Linked DNA regions of Mus musculus: region 2 is linked to region 1. The links are chromatin contacts, called in public Hi-C maps. All regions are on one chromosome and are shown on one strand. The core of a region is the stretch at or near the end of the contact, and the rest is flanking DNA. Distances in the headings are between cores, read along the strand shown. Region 1 overlaps Pip4k2a (phosphatidylinositol-5-phosphate 4-kinase, type II, alpha). Region 2 has its middle 79 kb from the start of Gm33592.

Evidence for each region. Hi-C and Micro-C count contacts between places; a contact is called where the count stands out from the background.
Region 2: a Hi-C map of the G1E-ER4 cell line shows a contact between it and region 1, with 2.8 times the contacts expected there. The contact joins two enhancer-like sites. A contact is called at or near these places in 3 of 15 datasets of contacts at CTCF or cohesin (the G1E-ER4 cell line, large pre-B cells and pro-B cells), 23 of 484 Hi-C or Micro-C datasets (B cells, the C10 cell line, CD4 T cells and 16 more), 2 of 115 datasets of contacts at active chromatin or transcription factors (CD8 T cells and bone marrow-derived dendritic cells) and 2 of 9 other capture datasets (adipose tissue and liver).

What each region holds. Positions count from the first base shown.
Region 1 is chr2:18,869,316-18,873,161 of GRCm38.p6, reverse strand. Pip4k2a (phosphatidylinositol-5-phosphate 4-kinase, type II, alpha) reads left to right here. Exons shown (of 10, transcript NM_008845.4): 5 at 732-878. Among named protein-coding and RNA genes, the nearest start is that of Gm33534, 7.8 kb to the left of the region's middle. Within about 2 kb of position 1,846, at least 10 of the 459 cell types and tissues checked have an H3K27ac peak or open chromatin away from gene starts, as enhancers often do. A contact at or near this core is called in the G1E-ER4 cell line, where this site is marked.
Region 2 is chr2:19,084,380-19,088,225 of GRCm38.p6, reverse strand. No RefSeq gene overlaps it. Among named protein-coding and RNA genes, the nearest start is that of Gm33592, 79 kb to the right of the region's middle. Within about 2 kb of position 1,590, at least 3 of the 459 cell types and tissues checked have an H3K27ac peak or open chromatin away from gene starts, as enhancers often do. A contact at or near this core is called in the G1E-ER4 cell line, where this site is marked.

The DNA of each region.
Region 1 (3,846 bases), core at 597-3,096:
ACAACATTGGATTTGGGGTGTTGGTACTATGCTGGAGGTTTAATCTGTGTCATGGGCTCATTTAGACACACACACACAAAAGGCTCATTTAGACACACACACACACTCACACACACACACCCATTTTAAAGGTCCCTGTGGTAGTTTATCAATGGCTACTTCCAAGAGGAAGTAGCTCCCTCTTGTGGCTCATTGGCGTATGACCCAAGTCATGCTGTGTTTTTGCAACCCTGGGACTTGATGGCACCTAGCACCTAGTCAAAGAAAGCTGACTTGTCGTTAACTCAGGGCCCCTTCATACCCACTGAAATCAAGATGGAAAGCAGAACACCCAAGCTTCCAGCACCAGACTCCCAGCATCCTCTTCTTCACCCTCTGCCTCACTACCCTCAAAGGTCTTGATCTAGTGGTGAATCATTCTCAGGGGAGGGGGAGGAGGACAGAGGTGGACAGTCCTTCACTTCAAAGGGGTTTCCTTTCTTGCCTTGAGCCACTGTGTTCAATTTTGACATTACAGATTAGTTGGGCTACTAGGAAAAGAATATCTTTAGTGGTAAGATTAAATGTTCAGATTTATATATAGAGAGAGAACACAGATCTGATAGGTGAGCAGCATAAAGCAGCTTAAATGTTTTCCGAAAATAAAACCTCAAGAATTGGACATTTCTACTTTATATAAACGATACACCACGTTTTGACAGCTACTTTTCCTTTCTCTCTCTCCTATACAGTATATAGTGGAATGTCATGGGGTCACACTTCTTCCTCAGTTCTTGGGAATGTACCGGCTTAATGTCGATGGAGTGGAAATATATGTGATTGTTACAAGGAATGTGTTCAGCCACCGGCTATCTGTATATAGGAAATACGACTTAAAGGTGAGGTTGACTTTGATAATTTTCAATAAGTTTCACGTTCATTTGCACAAGCCTACTCGCCCATATTGTTTATGTTATCATGTGAACAAAATGGTCAGGGTGCTTCAAGAGCTTGAATCTAGCAGGCAGTTGCCAGCACGTAGGATTAAGCAGCCCATGTTATTACAAGCATGTCAGCCACATGCCATGTAGTACCACATGCCATGTAGTAGCTAAGTGCTGGGGATAGTTTATGAGTTAAACAGACCAGGGACAGCAAGGTGGCCCAGCAGGTAAACTGGGGGCACTTGCCCCCTAAGCCTCATAGCCCAAGGTCACTCTTCAGAATCCAGGCTAGAAGGAAAGAATTGGTTCCCAGAAGTTGGCCTCCTGTCCTCTACTTCACGTGCATAAAACACACACATACGATGATAAAAGAAAACCGAACAGATCTTTAAGTAGGGATGATTACTATCATTATTATTGATTATTATTGATAAATAATGAGCGCTGTGGATGGAAATGAACGGGGGGAACGTCACACTAGTTTTTATTAACAGTAAACAAGCACTCTACTACTAAGCCACAATCTCAGCCAGTTTTCCTCTTATTTTGAGACAAGGTTAGCCCAGGCTAGCATTGAACTCATCCAGAAGCCAACACAGACCTTGAGTGTTAACACCTTGCCTCAGCTTGCCTAGTGCCTGGGACCACAGGCCTGTACCACCAGGCCTACCAAGGCATACATTTCCAGCTAGGATGTTAGGTAAGGTGCATCTGGAAGGGTGGCATTGGTCCCATCTCAAGAGAAATGACAAAGGGAAAAGCCTGAGATCAGACATACCAACAATTTAAAATGAGACCACTGGAGAATTCTGAATTCAGTGACATGACCTGACTTTTAGACAGCCAACTCTGACAGTGTATGTATGCCAAGACCAAGAGGGGTTGCATCTTTATAAAGTTCTGTTGCTGTGTCATCACGTGCATGGTTTCTGTGTTATCTATGCTCTCACACTGTACGGGGCACCGTGAGCAGTGACCAGAGATACTGTATGGACCATGAGGCTAAGATATTTACTCTCTGACCCTGAAAAAGTTCATCTTCCCCTGATCTGTGGTACTCAGTTCTAAGGATTTTGGTTTTTTGTTTGTTTGTTTGTTTGGTTGGTTGGTTGGTTGGTTGGTTGTTTTGTTTTGTTTAATCTTAGGATTCATTCACATGCACAAAAGAGCACCCTAAAAAGCTTTGCCTTCTGTTGGTTATGTCTAGATATCTACAGTATTAGAAATAGAAGCAGGGCTGGAGAGATGGCTCTGCAGTTAAGAGTACTTGCTGCTCTTCCAGAGGACACGAATTTAGTTCCCAGGATCTGGCGGCTCATAACCACCTTTAACTCCCACTTCCAGGGGGTCTGACACCCTCTTCTGGTCGCCCCCATAAACCCTTACATATAAATATATAGGCTCCCTTGTATTCCCTTACATATAAATAAGAATAAATCTTTGCTTGAAAGAAATTTATGAGAAACACTAAACTATTGATATTTATAGTTATTTTAAATAATATTAAACTACTACATATTAATGAATTTTTATGACAGCTGTATTTTTCAAAAGCAAAATATTAGTGAGTCAAGCCTCATGGTTTTACAGTTCTTTCTATTAATTAATTAATTTATTTATTCACCTCACATCTGGAATTCTGCACCCCTTCCTCCCCTCACACAGCTCACCCCCATGGCTTTACATTTTGTTTTAGTTAAATGTGTCCTTTGGCTTTCGTGTTTGTATATGGTGCACTCCTCCCGACGCCTCCTTCCCTCCTAGTCCTCTCCTGCCCCTGATTTCAGGGCTCTGTACTGTGTGGATTCATTAGGGACAGTTGAAATGTCCTGTCCGATCCTGCTGTCAATACTTAGCGGTATTTGCATGAGTAACTGGGAAAAACAGCTGAGTCCACACAAATGTGTAGTTGGGAAGGAGAGATGTGGAGTTTGGGGAGTAATTGTAGATATTCTTTAATAACACACCAAGACTTAATGTCAGTGCTATCTTAGTTAGCCTGGAGCATTTGTACCCTGTTCATTAATACCCGTGGTCAGTTGCAAGCACTGGTCCCAGTGTGTGGTTTTATAGTCATACCTGTTTCACTGGAGACATAGCGGTTCCTTAATTAACACAGGTTCTCTTAATGTTGACATATTGAATTACAGAGTATCAAAAATCATGTGACCATCCCTACTGGTCACATAGAAAGCCTTCCATGCATGGGAACCTGAGGGCAGATACAGTTTTCCAAAAGTCTGGTTTTCATTTGGTAGCCCATTACCACTGACCTCAAAGTCCCATCAGCCATGCTGGAAATGACAGAACCCAGCTCCTCCAGGGCACAGAGCCTTGCAGTTTCAGTCACTGTCAAAAAGTGTCCGTTTCTCAGGTCTGGACAAATACAGTTTATTTGTCATTTCTTTTTTCGGATACAAATGTTGCTTTATGGACGAGAAGGTGTCTGTTTCGGCCATAACTGTTCCTGTCAGGAAAATGACTCTGAGCAGCATTCATTGCTGAAACAGACATGCTCTCTGCATGGCTCTGTTCAGAATGCGAAAGGTGTGTGCTTCAGAGTCAAGACCCTTCACTGCTTTATCAGGGACTTTTCATTCAGTTGCTAGGGGTTTGTGGTATCTCCATGACAGATACTCCTCACTGCTTCATAGGACAGAGCCCACTGTGTGTGTGCAATGTCCTTGTGACTATCAAGAGTAAAGAGACAAGTAGTGCCTCAGTGTTACAAAAACAGTTTTGTCAGATGTGGTTGTTGTGCTGGTAACCTCAGCAATCAAAAGGCTGAGGCAGGAGGATCACAAGTTCAAGGCCAGCCTGAGCTACAAATTTCAAGCCAGATTTTAAATGCAGATGTGGTCCTGTCTCAGAACAAACATCAAACAAGCAAGAGCTTTGACTTGCAGGCCTCTGAGAGTACCTC
Region 2 (3,846 bases), core at 341-2,840, 220 kb before region 1:
CAGATGTAGGATGGGGGGTTTGGTGGAGGGGTAACCAGGAAATGGGGTATCATTTGAGATGTAAACAAATGGAATGATTAATTTAAAAAAAAGATGAACACATATTATTCACATAACACTTAAAATTTTAAAACCTCTGAGTTTAATAAAAGCAATATATAAAATACATATATTAATTCTAGATTGTTAACTAATTAAAGGACAGCTGGCAAGGTGACTTGGCGGTCACTCGCTGTTCTACCCGAGGACCCAGTTTTGATTGCCAGTACTCACAAGGTGGTTCACAACCATAAGATACTCCAGTTTCATGGGTTCAATGCCCTCTTCTGGCCTCTGGCCTCAGGTAGATATATGCAGACAAAATGCCTATACCATAAAATGAAAATGAAGCCTTTTTTAAATGTAGAAAAAGAGGATTTTAAGCAATAAATTAATAAAAGACCCACAAAGGGAACTCTCAGAAGATAGAAAAAAACCAAAAGGAAAGATCAGATGGTGACAGAAAGTGAATGCCCCTATCCACACACATCCACACATGCACACACATGTGCACACACATACACATAACCACATACACGCACATAGACACACTTAATACAACACACACACTCTCACATGCACGCACTAACAATATACACACATGCACACATACATCCACACTCACACACACACATGCACTCACAAGCACAGGCACACACACACTTAATACAACACACACACTCTCACATGCACACACTAACATATACACACATGCACACATACATCCACACTCACACACACACATGCACTCATAAGCACAGACACACACACACACACACACACACACACACACGAAAGAGAGAGAAGGAAGGTCATGGCATAAACTTTAAAAGATATCAACTGCAAACTATGTCTTAACTCATACTAATTGTGAGAACCAGTAATTAGCTTATAGGAATTTGGCACACCATGAATAGACACAACTATTACTAAAAATTAAGTCACCTGAACACATAATTAACCAATTACATTAATATCAAAGGTATTAGGTACAGAAAATGAATCATTTATTCATGTTTCCTACCTGAGATAACCACCTGCGTTCTTGTATTACTTTCTCCATTGTCCCTTTGCAATAGACATTTGGCAAGCAACCTCTGACCCCATACAAGGGATATCAGATTAGTGGCATATAAAGCACTGAGACTATTTACACCACGGAATCCGCTTAGTGTCTCAGAAAACAGGTGGTTAAATATTAGCTTGCCGTGGGATGGAGAGGAGAGACAAGCACCTCTGGGAGATCACCCAAAGAATATGCAGTGCGGTTACCACAGAGAGGCCACGGAGCAGCCCGCAGTATATTAAATATTAAATAGCTACTGGGAGCACCTCTGCCACAGCCTGCACTCACGGCAATTCTACTGTCTGTTGTGCCTTGTTGGTTCTCAGCCCTTCTGGCAAAACAAGCCCCATGGCCAGTCCAGAGTGCACACAGGATCTTATGACCAACCTGGTGTCAATCCTAAACCCATCCAACACTGCCCCACTTACTGCCACAAGAAATAACACCACAGTGCTCCCTGGGTCATGCTTCTCAGATGCCCTGCTCTTGTAGAATCGCATGACTGTGGATTTGTGAAAAAAAGCCAATGATAAAATAAGTCTAATAATATATATGAAGTAACCTATGTAAAATATTAATTTCAAATGGGCATGATATGATAACAGGCTCATTTTGTCCCCTACACCTATCCACCACGCTTTCTAAACATCTCATACTCTTCAATTTTTTTTTCCTTTTTAGAAACACTCTTTATTTAATTACCTCTCTATAAAGATATAATTGGCCAGACACACTAGAGAAATGGTTGATAGGTTGGTGCTAGATTGACACGTGGGTATTTGCCTCACATAGATAAATATTTTTACTCACTTTATCTCAATAGACTCTGAGCTCTCAGAAAGACTTCATAGAGAAGAGGAAGAAGGGGAGGGAGGGGGAGGGGGAGAGAGAGAGGGGGGGGAGAGAGAGGGGGAGGGGGAGAGAGAGGGGGAGGGGGGACTTAAAAACCCTGGACCCAGTACTTCATAAGGTGTTCCATCTTATTTATGAGACAGAGTCTCTTGTGGAACCTGGAGCTGAGGGATCATCAGATAGACTGGCCACCCCCAACCCCCATCCAACCCTGTCTGCTTCCCAGTGCTAGGATTAAAGATTTGTGCCCCTTGCTGGCTTTTACTGAGGACCACTTCGGGTCCCCATACTTCCACAAGATGAGCTATCTTCTCAGCTCTTGGTGCTTAGCAATTTTATCTTTACCAAAAATAAACAAACAAACAAATAAATAAACGTTTGCCTTAACTGAATTCAGACCTCAACTAATGACAGGTAAGCTAGGTACCCAGAAGGGGGAAAAACAAGAATGTCAAAGGAAGAGAAAAAAAGATTGAAAGAGCTATGTGGGGTGATTTTTTTTTTAGCGTCAACTTTTAGTTATTTTAAAATTTAGCTGAAGTTAATTTGCAAATTAACAGATAGTCTGCTACGTGGCACAAGCTTTCCTGTGGTGCTGCCCTCAAGCCTGCAGCATCACCGAGTATCCCAGGTTTGATGCCCACCCTACAGCTTGTGTGGGGTCTCAGAGGTGACAGCTGTGTTGAACTGTGCTTTTGGAAGCATGGTTTTGTCCAGTCATGACGTTTTAAGACATTGCAAGGAGAGCTGGTGTTTATCTCTCTTCAGGAGGAAGACTGGGCTATCAGCTGTAGTTCAGACTCCAAAATGTCCTGATGCCCATACAAAATTTAAAGAACAGGATCGGGGAAGATGACTCGGTGAGTAAGAAGACTTACTTTGCAAGCACGAGGCCCTGAGCTCAAATCTCTAACATGTTGATAAGAAGCTGGGCATAGAGGTGTGTGTCTTTAACCACAGCATTGGAGGACAGATACAGGCAAATCCTGGAAGCTCACTGGCCAGCCAGGCTAGCTGAAACAGCCAGCTTCCAGCTCAGTGATAAACACTGTCTCCATCCAATAAGGCAGTGTACACTAGACAAAGACACCCAATATTCTACTCTATCCTGCACACTTATGCATATGAGCACACACATCCCACATGCACATATACACGCAATACACACCATACACAATAAACAAATAAATAAAAATAAAAATTGAAAAACAATTTGGGAACCATATTACATTTTCTCTTAAAAAAAATAAAAGTTATATTCTTGGGCCAGTAAGGTGTCTTAGTGGGTTAAGGAGCTTGCTGCCAAGTCTGATGACCTGAGTTCAATCCCCAGGACCCACATAATGGAAGGAGAGAATCAATTCCTGCAAGTCGTCCTCCACACTTCCACTATCTGGCACATGTGTGAAAATGCAAAGTACATAAATAAATTCAATTCAATTTTGTAATGAAAAACTTGTTTTAAAAAACTTTAAAAGAAACATTGACTTCTTTGCTTTCTCAAAATGTTAGTTCATCAGCTTTAGGCAATTTATCACCTAGCTCTTTTCCAAGAACTTACTCCATACTCTCTCACCTCCTGCCTTTCCATTGGAGAAAACAGTAAATGGCAAGTCTAGGTGTCTGAAGCCAGGCATGAGGGTTCATGGAAGGCAGAGGCAGGAGAACTGACACAAGTTTGAGGTCACCCTGGTCTTACATAAAAATCCCAGACCTGCCTGGACAATAGAGGGAAACCTCGTATTAAAAAAGAAATGTAGGGCTAAGGCCAAGGCTTTCCTTAGCCATGTTACCTATTGCTCTCCACTTTCTACTAAGGAGAGGAAATAATTTGGCTCTCTCTTCTCATTGTGTTAATTCTGAATGAGAACTTATTTTTATCATAAATT